Regions from separate parts of the Mus musculus genome. Here regions 1 and 3 are each linked to region 2. A link is a contact called in public HiChIP or PLAC-seq and promoter capture Hi-C data. All regions are on one chromosome and are shown on one strand. Each heading gives the region's core, a stretch centred on a gene start, on an enhancer-like site or on the middle of the called end of the contact. The rest is flanking DNA. Distances are from core to core; before and after follow the strand shown. Region 1 holds the start of Olfml2a (olfactomedin-like 2A). Region 2 overlaps Psmb7 (proteasome (prosome, macropain) subunit, beta type 7). Region 3 holds the start of Arpc5l (actin related protein 2/3 complex, subunit 5-like).

Region 1 (2,700 bases), core at 115-2,614, 310 kb after region 2:
CAGAAGTAAGGAGTGAATGGGTGTGGCTGAATGCAGGGCACAAGACAGTGTTCCTTGCAAGTGCAATCCAGGCTCAGTAAGCCAGGTAAACATGCAAGTGATCAGAAAAGGAGTCACCTTCAGTGACAACAGAGAAAAGGAGCCCAGCCTCTATGGGGCATGCAGAAGGTTAGAAGAGCCTTCAAGAGTCTGGGAAGGACACCCCCCCCCCCCCCGTTGAAATCAAAGGGGAAACCCAAAGGGAAACTGAGGTGGGAGGCAGTTTAAAAGAGTAGGAGCCAGATCTCAGAGGCTATGCAAAGGAGTGACTGACTCCACAGTCAATTGCTTGCTTTGCAACTATAAGAACCTGAATTGGGATCTCCCAGCATCCACATTAAATGTGGTCGTGGTCTTGTGTGTGTGTGTGTGTGTGTGTGTGTGTGTAAGTAACATCAGAAGTGGAGAGGCAGAAACAGGAGGGGCCTTAGAGCTCACTAGCCAACCAGTGTAGCCAAAAGAAAGGGCTCCAGGTTCAGTGAGAGGCCTTGTCTTGAAAAAAAATAAGCAGCAACGGAGGAAAAAGTGTGTTGGCCTAACCATCAGGCTCACACACTTTCAGGAGAGCAGATGCAAATAAGAGAGAGAGAGAGAGAGAGAGAGAGAGAGAGAGAGAGAGAGAGAGAGAGAGAAGAGAAGAGAAGAGAAGAGAAGAGAAGAGAAGAGAAGAGAAGAGAAGAGAGAAAGAAGAGGAGAGAGAGAGAGTATGAAATTAGGAAGGGTAAGCGATACCGTCTTGAATTTCATTACAGTGGATCTCAAAAGACCCAACACAAGCACCTTGGTGCAGCAGAGGCCTAAGACCCCTGGAGCTAGCAATTGCTGCCTGGGAAACTGAGAAATCAGACGCTCTGCTGAGGATGCAAAGGAGTGGGCTGTTCTCGGCATAGCAGAGAGAGGAGAAAGACGGAAGATGTGGAAGAGAAGAGGTTGAACCTTGAAAAGGCTAGAACCAACAATGTTGGGGGACGAGTGGGAGGGGGCAGGCAGGATGACTTTGTCAGAGCAAGGACTAAACTAGAAGTATCACTTGAACTTTGCAAGCATTCCAAAGAGACTATTTTCTCCCTTTTATCGATGGGGAAACTGGATCTCAAAAGGCAAAAGGACACGTGCGAGGTCCCTCATTTCACAGAACCTGACCCCAGTACGTCGCGAGGCTGCACCTCTCTTACTGCCTGGCTGCTGCTACAGTCCTCTCCCAGAGACAAATTGCAAAGACGCGGGACCGCAGAGGATGGGCGGAGAGGGGAGAGGAGGGGCGGGCACCCCTCCACCCTAGCTCCGCCTCTAGCAGAGCTACTAGGGCACCGGGCTGGGGTTGGGGGGGCGCCCCCTCGGCAGAGCTGGGCTGCAGGCCGAGCTCGCAGTACTGCCGGCGCTACCTAGCGTGCGCGCAGAGGTGTCGGAGCCCATCCAGCCATGGAAGCGGCAGCTGTCCTGCCTAGGTACCTACAGTTGAGGCTTCTGCTGGTGCTGCTGCTGCTGGTTTTGCTTCGGGCTGGTCCTGTGTGGCCCGACAGTAAGGTACTGGAACCTGGCACAACTAAGCGGTGATCGGCGCGAGGGGGCGCTATGGCTGACGGTGCTTGCCAAGAAGGGTGCATTCAGCAGGGAGTGGGGACTAGGGAAAGGCAGATCAGAGTTGGGACTTAGTCTAGACTCTCCTGGAATCAAAGCCCTGAGAAAGGAACATGTGCGAGAAGAAACGCTGGTTATGATAGGGTACTTAGGTCCTGGAGCCCGAGGAAGAGGCGCTTTGGACCTTATCACTACTCAGAGATAGGACTTCAAACCCAGGATCAAGTTGGGATGTCCCAAGTGCACTGGGGTGGGCGAGCAAGAGAAAATGGACAGTAAGAGCAACTGGTTGAGAGTTTCCATGGAAGGCTGACCGCTTAGGGGTAGACCCAGGGACAACTGTTACCAAAGGACTCCCAGGTTTGCAGTAGGCCTTAGACCAAGGCTTTCAGGAGAGGCTGGGAACTCAAAGTTCCTTTTTCACTGAATCTGGGCCCGCCCACTTGCCATCTTCTCTGAGACTTGAGTTCTCATACTGTATTCACCTGTCAGCTGTGTTTTATACCACTCTCTCTCTCTCTCTCTCTCTCTCTCTCTCTCTCTCTCTCTCTCCTTCTCTCTCCCTCACTCCTTCCCCTCTTCTACCTCCCCCCTCCCGTTTGTTTGTTTTTGTATAGAATAGAGTTTACTCTGGGCATAGGGAGGGGAGTTGAGAGGGTAATAGAGACAGAGAAAGGGGGGGGGGGTGGACTGGGGGGGGGGAAGTAGAGGCCAGCCATGAGCACGTGGGGGGGGGGGAGGACAGAGGGAGAGCAAGAAGGCAAGCGTGCAAGCCCCACTCCTGTTTTTTCTTGAAACAGGATCTCAGTGTATAATTCTGGCTAGCCTGGATCACACACAACATGTAGACCAGGCTGGCCTCAAACTCACAGACATCCTACTGCATCTGCTTCCCCAGTGCTGAGATTAAAGACATTCACCACCATCTCTTCACTTATAAGTATGGGGAGGGGGGCATTGTACCCACTCACTCAGTTGATTTCTAGACTTAGTGAGGTATACCTGCAGAATGCTAAGCACATTGCTCACTAGTTGCCCAGTAGATGATTCCACAGGAATCCCAAAGCCCCGGATTAGATC
Region 2 (2,700 bases), core at 14-2,513:
CACAGTGAGCCTAATCACCACACATCTGAATACAATCTGTATTGCTTTATAACTTTCATTTTACTTAAAAACTCAAAAAATATATTTGAATTTTAGTTAATGTTTTCAATGATTAAATGTATTGTTATTGTCTAGCACTGACACTTAGGCATATGTTCTTAGAGTATTTATATTACAATAGCCACATTTTTCAAAAATAAAATTAAGTCTTAATTTTCTGAAACCTCAGAAGGTACTTAACAGCATTAGTGCAGATTGAATAGCCTTTATCCAAAATGATTGGGATCAAAAATAATTTGAATTTCGGATTTGGGGAAATGTGCATACATACAATTATAATGAGATATCTTGGGATGGGACCCAAGTCTACACATGAAATCATCTGCTTCATATGCAACCTATACACATAGCCTGAAGGTAATTTTATGCAATACGTAAGGGGATCTCAGTTCCCACTGCAACCTGTCACATGAAGTCCAGTGTGGTGTCTACCTGCAGTCAAGATCCCCAATTTCACACTTCAGAGCTGGGATGCTCAACCTATGGTTCAGCCTAAACCTGTTTTTCTGTAAGAATTCAGAATAAATTCTGAACGTCTTGTGAAAACTCACAGCCATTTACTTGCTCTGTATGCTTTAAAATGCTTGCATTAACACAGAATGTATGCGGTTTTAGTTTTGAGAGGTATATTCTTTTATATATCAATGTTTGCTTAAATACTAAATCAAACGTAACAATTCTATACTCACTGTTACTGGACAACTGGAGAAATCAAAACTGAAAGGCTTCTCCACACTGTGCTGCTACCCAAGCTCTAAGAATCTGGCAGGAGGAAATCTGCTTCTTCTAAGTCCCAGGCTTAAACTCAGACTGATGCTCCCAGAGTCCTCAGCCCTGAAGCCATGTGTAGAGGATAGCCCCCATTTTAAAGACTAGAACTGATACTCCACTTGTTTCAAATGATTTTCCTACAGCACAGCAGCTAGTAATAAGTACACTGAAGATTTAAACCTACAGTTCAGAGGCTAGGAAGCCCAGGCCCAATTCCGAAGCAACTCGGGACATGCCAGTTGCCCAAGCTCTGTAAACACACAGCTACTCAGGTAGGGAACAGTTCTGGGCTCCCTGGCCTCTCTGGGTACATCACTCTGAGCACAAGGTACCATTGCCTCACGTTTGATCAGTGACTCCTACAGGCTGAGGAAGACACTGTGTACAAAGCTGAATGCTGGGGCATAGTCAGAGCTCAATGAAAACTAGTTATTGTAATGACTCAGGGACAAGCTGCCTGTCCTCCAGCAGTGACCTGATATACTCATTCTCCACGGGTCCCTGAGTGGTAGCTTTAATGGGAACCAAGGTGTTCAAAATTTCTTTTCTCAATGCCGAGAAGTTCTAAGAGACAGCAAGAAATGGATCCCCACTGCTTTTCCCCAAATCAATTTTACCAGATCTTCACAGGAAAAAGGGCTGCCTCTGCTAAGGAGCAGTCTGTTTTAAGCACCCAAGGACCTGTCTGCCACTGTGGTCTGCCAAGGTGGAAGATGTATGCAGCGATAAAGGAGTCACGCAGAACTTTCTAATCCATCAGTGTCAGCTCTTCCTGACAGAGCGCTTACTCACACTTGCTCATTGTTAGTCAACTGGCCACTCTTCCTGCAGAAAACCTGGTGCTTTCCACGGACCTATGGATGGAGGTCATTTTTCACTCCATTCCTGCCTCCAAGGCCTCGTCTCCTGGTACTGGTGCTTGCACCGAGGCCAACAATGCCAGTGTGTGAAAAGCTGATTTATGAATACAAAGCAATGCTGGTGCCAGGGGACTGCACTCAGCCACTAGAGAGCAGTGGAGCACCTCTCCAGGCTCAGAGAGACTAAGCCACAGACTTGAAAAGGTTTAATTGTATGCATGCATTTCATTATAAGCCTTGGCCAAAAGCTTTAGAGGCAGGCGGCAGGGCAAGCAATCAGACAATCTTGCATGGCTTGCTGAAATCCAGATTTGTCCTTTGTCAGCATAAACAGTTTAATTTGATGTTTTCACTCCTGAGTAAGCACTGAGTATTACATCTAAACCCTCGTGAGGGGAAGAACGCCTCCTTTTCATCAACAAATGTACTTCAATGTCAGGGTCGACTTTTAATTCCCAATAAATTATTGGAAATATATTCCCAGTTAATATGCTGGGAAAATATATATTCTCAATCATCCAACATTCTTCACTAAAAAACTAGTATCTCAAGCAATGCAGCTCCTTCTCTACACATAAATGTAAGAAAATATTTAAAATACCCTTTGAAGGGAACGGGGGGGGGGGGGGGGGATTTTCCTCACAATTGTAACTGTAAGGTCTCATGGACCTGACAGGTTATAAACACTCCCAGGAAAAGCTTAAAATCTGGGGGTATCTAGGCTTAAAATGCTAAAGGTTTTCTTATTAATGTATTGTGGTGACACACCACTAGTTATGGCAAGAAACATTCTCTTAAAACAGAGGGCCACCTAACCCCATGCCTATGGACTAAGATGGAGGGTGACAATTGCTACAGATGTGTCTGTCCTACTTCCTGTCCTGCTTGCAAGGGTTAGTCTGCTTTGCAAGTCTTTCCCAAGCTGCCATGAACCCTCAAGAACAAAGCTTCAGAACCCTCAAGAACAAAGAGGGTGTTTCTCTTTTGGTCCCAGGCACTGCTGGTTACC
Region 3 (2,700 bases), core at 30-2,529, 390 kb after region 2:
TCTTGAAGGTCTCTGAGGGTTTAATGCTTTTCAGGCCCAGGATGGGGATACTGGTTGGATAGAATGAATAAGCCTTTTGTAAATGGGATAAGGAGAAATGAACCGAGTGTGGATTAGTTTTAAATGGAAGTCTAAAGATGACCAGGATTCTACTAGAGTTACAAATATACATCATATTTCTGGACATTTTTTGTAGTGCTAGGATTAAACCCAGGATTCACAATATTTTTGAATTCCCAATTACATTCCCCATCTTTGAAGACAAAAAACTTACAGGCACTGTACTTTGCCATCCCTGATGTAATTAAGACAGCCCTTACATTTTTAAATTTTACATGTACCATGTATGTGCTGTGCCGGCAGAGGTGACTGGATCTCCCTGGAGGTGGAGTCGCAGAGCACTGTGAGCTGCTATGTGGATGCTGGGAACTGAACCCAGGTCTCCAAGAATAGCACTTTTTTTCTTTTTTAAATTTCCCGACAGGGTTTCACTCTGTAGTCTTGGCTGATCTAGAACTATGTAGTCAAAACTATCTAGAACTCACAAGAACCCCCTGCCACTGCTTCCTAAGGGCTGGAATAAGGCATGTGCCACATTACTCGCTATGTGTAGCAGGAGCAAAACCATGTCTCACCTAATTTTTTTTGCTCGAGTTCTACTAGGTTAAAATGTAATAGTTTTCTTTTTTTTTAATATTTTTTATTAAATAGTTTTCATATAGTTACAAGAAAAGATTCATTTTAGCCTACGTCTGAAATAGAAAGAATCCTGGGGATTCTGCAGCTTTCGCCTCCTAAAATATGCCTCTTCAGTCAGGAGTACAGGTGGCCACAGAATCCTCTTTAATTTTCGGAACGCCCGCAGGAGTCGTTACATCCTCAAGAAAGGATGTTATCAAGCGTCCTGCCAGCCCCTGGGTTACACATCAACGCCTTTAAAGCCGTTTACTTTTAACAAAGTGGGTCCTCTTGTGGGTCAGTGCTTAAGAGACTCCGGCACTGCGCGTCACTCCCTGCCATCCCTTAGCTCTAAGATTTCTTCCTCCGGAGCGGACAGAAGCGCTGGCTATACCAGCAGCCCGGCTTCGGAGAGGACAGAGTTACGGCTGCAACGCCTGACACCACTTCATCAGCATTCCACGATCCCACGGCGCAGTTCCGCCCACAAGAGCTTCCGGTTCCGGCGCATCCCGGAAGTGGGCGGGCGACGGCGGCTGCGCGCGGAGGAGGGGAGGCGGTGCCTGGCGGCCGCTTCCCGCCCCCAAGCGGAGCCGGTGCGGAGGGGAGCCGGGAAAGAGCGAAGCCTAGGCGGCTGAGTGGCCGCCGCGCTCCCGCCATGGCCCGGAACACACTGTCCTCACGCTTCCGCCGCGTGGATATCGACGAATTTGACGAGAACAAATTCGTAGACGAGCACGAAGAGGCAGCGGCGGCGGCGGGCGAGCCAGGCCCCGACCCCTGCGAGGTAGACGGGCTCCTGCGGCAATATCCTTCCCGGCGCGGCGGCCCGGCTCGGCCTTCGCACCCTGATCACCCCAGCCCCAGTCTCCCGGTCCTCCGCCCAACCCCAGCCCCTCCCGGCTCCTGTCAGTCCCAGGTTCTCCCGGTCTGTGGTTGGCCTTACGCCTTTCTCAGCAGCGCAGCCCTGGAGCTCCTCTCCCTCTGCTCTGCTGCGCTCCGCATCCTTCTGGGTGTCCGTGCATCGGCCTTGGTATCCCTTTATCCCTCCTTATAGTAAGCGGGGTCATTCCCAGGTGCTGCCCTCAGGAGGGACCGAGGTGAACCACCTTGGATTCATTGAGCAGCCAGGGCCACTGCCCTACTGCGCTTGTCTAACTGGCTTTCTTGGGCCCGATTGTAGCCCGGCGTGAAAATAGGTGGGTGGATGGTTGGAGGAAGACTGACTAGAGGGCGGAGGTGGGGGAGGTGTGCTTTAAGGTCCAGCCCTCAGGTGTGATATGGCCTGCTACCTTTTCTCACCTGTCGCCACTTTCCTCAGCACGTTGGGTTTTGCGCCTTTATGGACCAAGTACATTCAACAAGTAATGCGACTCTGCCATTAACCGCCTTGTGCAGAAAGCGTGGAAAAAGCTAGTGATTCAGAGCTCAAAAACACCATACAGTGTCAAATGTAAAAGTGGCTCCCCACGACTGAAAATGACTGCTGGTGGCCACAGAAAACAAGCATTTAGAACAGAAGAGTAAAAATAGAGGTGATTGTCACAGCTGGCTTGGTCTCTTAGCAGTTTGAGCACCACAGGAAACTGATTTATTCTCACAGGAAGATTTTTTTTTTCTTTATTCAAATAGCTTGACAGGAAGTGTGTACCCCTCCCCCGCACTTGCCAGGGTAGGGTTGGAGGCTCTTGCTGTATATAAATCAGGTTCTGGCTGTTTAATCAGTTGACTCAGCCTGGGAAGTCAGGTGTACCGCTTTTGGGAGGAGTCCTATAGTGCTCCTCTAATATATCTTGAAAACAACCCTTTTAGACTGAACAAGAATATGTTTTTGAAATGTGGAGATTTCAAACTTATTTCCTGCACCATTCTGATGGTTAAATTGGGTCATGAGAAGGCCCCTAGAGGGAAGATTGGTTTTTAGAATGGTGCAGGGTACTGACTGGTTTATGTGCAGGTACTGTTGACAAGGCTCCAGAACGATGCATTTGGGCCAGAATCCTAATTATATTGATGAAGAGA

The links. Promoter capture Hi-C pulls out the DNA fragments that hold promoters and counts their contacts. HiChIP or PLAC-seq counts read pairs in DNA pulled down with a chosen protein or histone mark.
Region 1: a contact with region 2 is called in a promoter capture Hi-C map of neural stem cells. The contact joins the promoter of Olfml2a here to the enhancer-like site in region 2. A contact is called at or near these places in 3 of 39 promoter capture datasets (the 3T3-L1 cell line, 3T3-L1-derived adipocytes and neural stem cells), 1 of 15 datasets of contacts at CTCF or cohesin (the NIH/3T3 cell line), 1 of 484 Hi-C or Micro-C datasets (muscle stem cells) and 1 of 9 other capture datasets (adipose tissue).
Region 3: a FOXA1 HiChIP or PLAC-seq map of pancreatic cancer cells shows a contact between it and region 2. The contact joins the promoter of Arpc5l here to the enhancer-like site in region 2. A contact is called at or near these places in 2 of 39 promoter capture datasets (3T3-L1-derived adipocytes and pre-B cells), 2 of 484 Hi-C or Micro-C datasets (cerebellum and uterus), 5 of 115 datasets of contacts at active chromatin or transcription factors (astrocytes, forebrain, large pre-B cells and 2 more) and 1 of 9 other capture datasets (liver).

Annotation. Positions count from the first base shown.
Region 1 is chr2:38,930,616-38,933,315 of GRCm38.p6, forward strand. Olfml2a (olfactomedin-like 2A) reads left to right here and starts at 1,365. Exons shown (of 8, transcript NM_172854.2): 1 at 1,365-1,566. The coding sequence starts at 1,462.
Region 2 is chr2:38,620,093-38,622,792 of GRCm38.p6, forward strand. All of the region lies in intron 5 of Psmb7 (proteasome (prosome, macropain) subunit, beta type 7), which reads right to left. It also overlaps the pseudogene Gm13586. Among named protein-coding and RNA genes, the nearest start is that of Psmb7, 22 kb to the right of the region's middle. Within about 2 kb of position 1,264, at least 69 of the 459 cell types and tissues checked have an H3K27ac peak or open chromatin away from gene starts, as enhancers often do. A contact at or near this core is called in the NIH/3T3 cell line, astrocytes, forebrain and 2 more, where this site is marked.
Region 3 is chr2:39,006,860-39,009,559 of GRCm38.p6, forward strand. Arpc5l (actin related protein 2/3 complex, subunit 5-like) reads left to right here and starts at 1,280. Exons shown (of 4, transcript NM_028809.1): 1 at 1,280-1,485. The coding sequence starts at 1,337.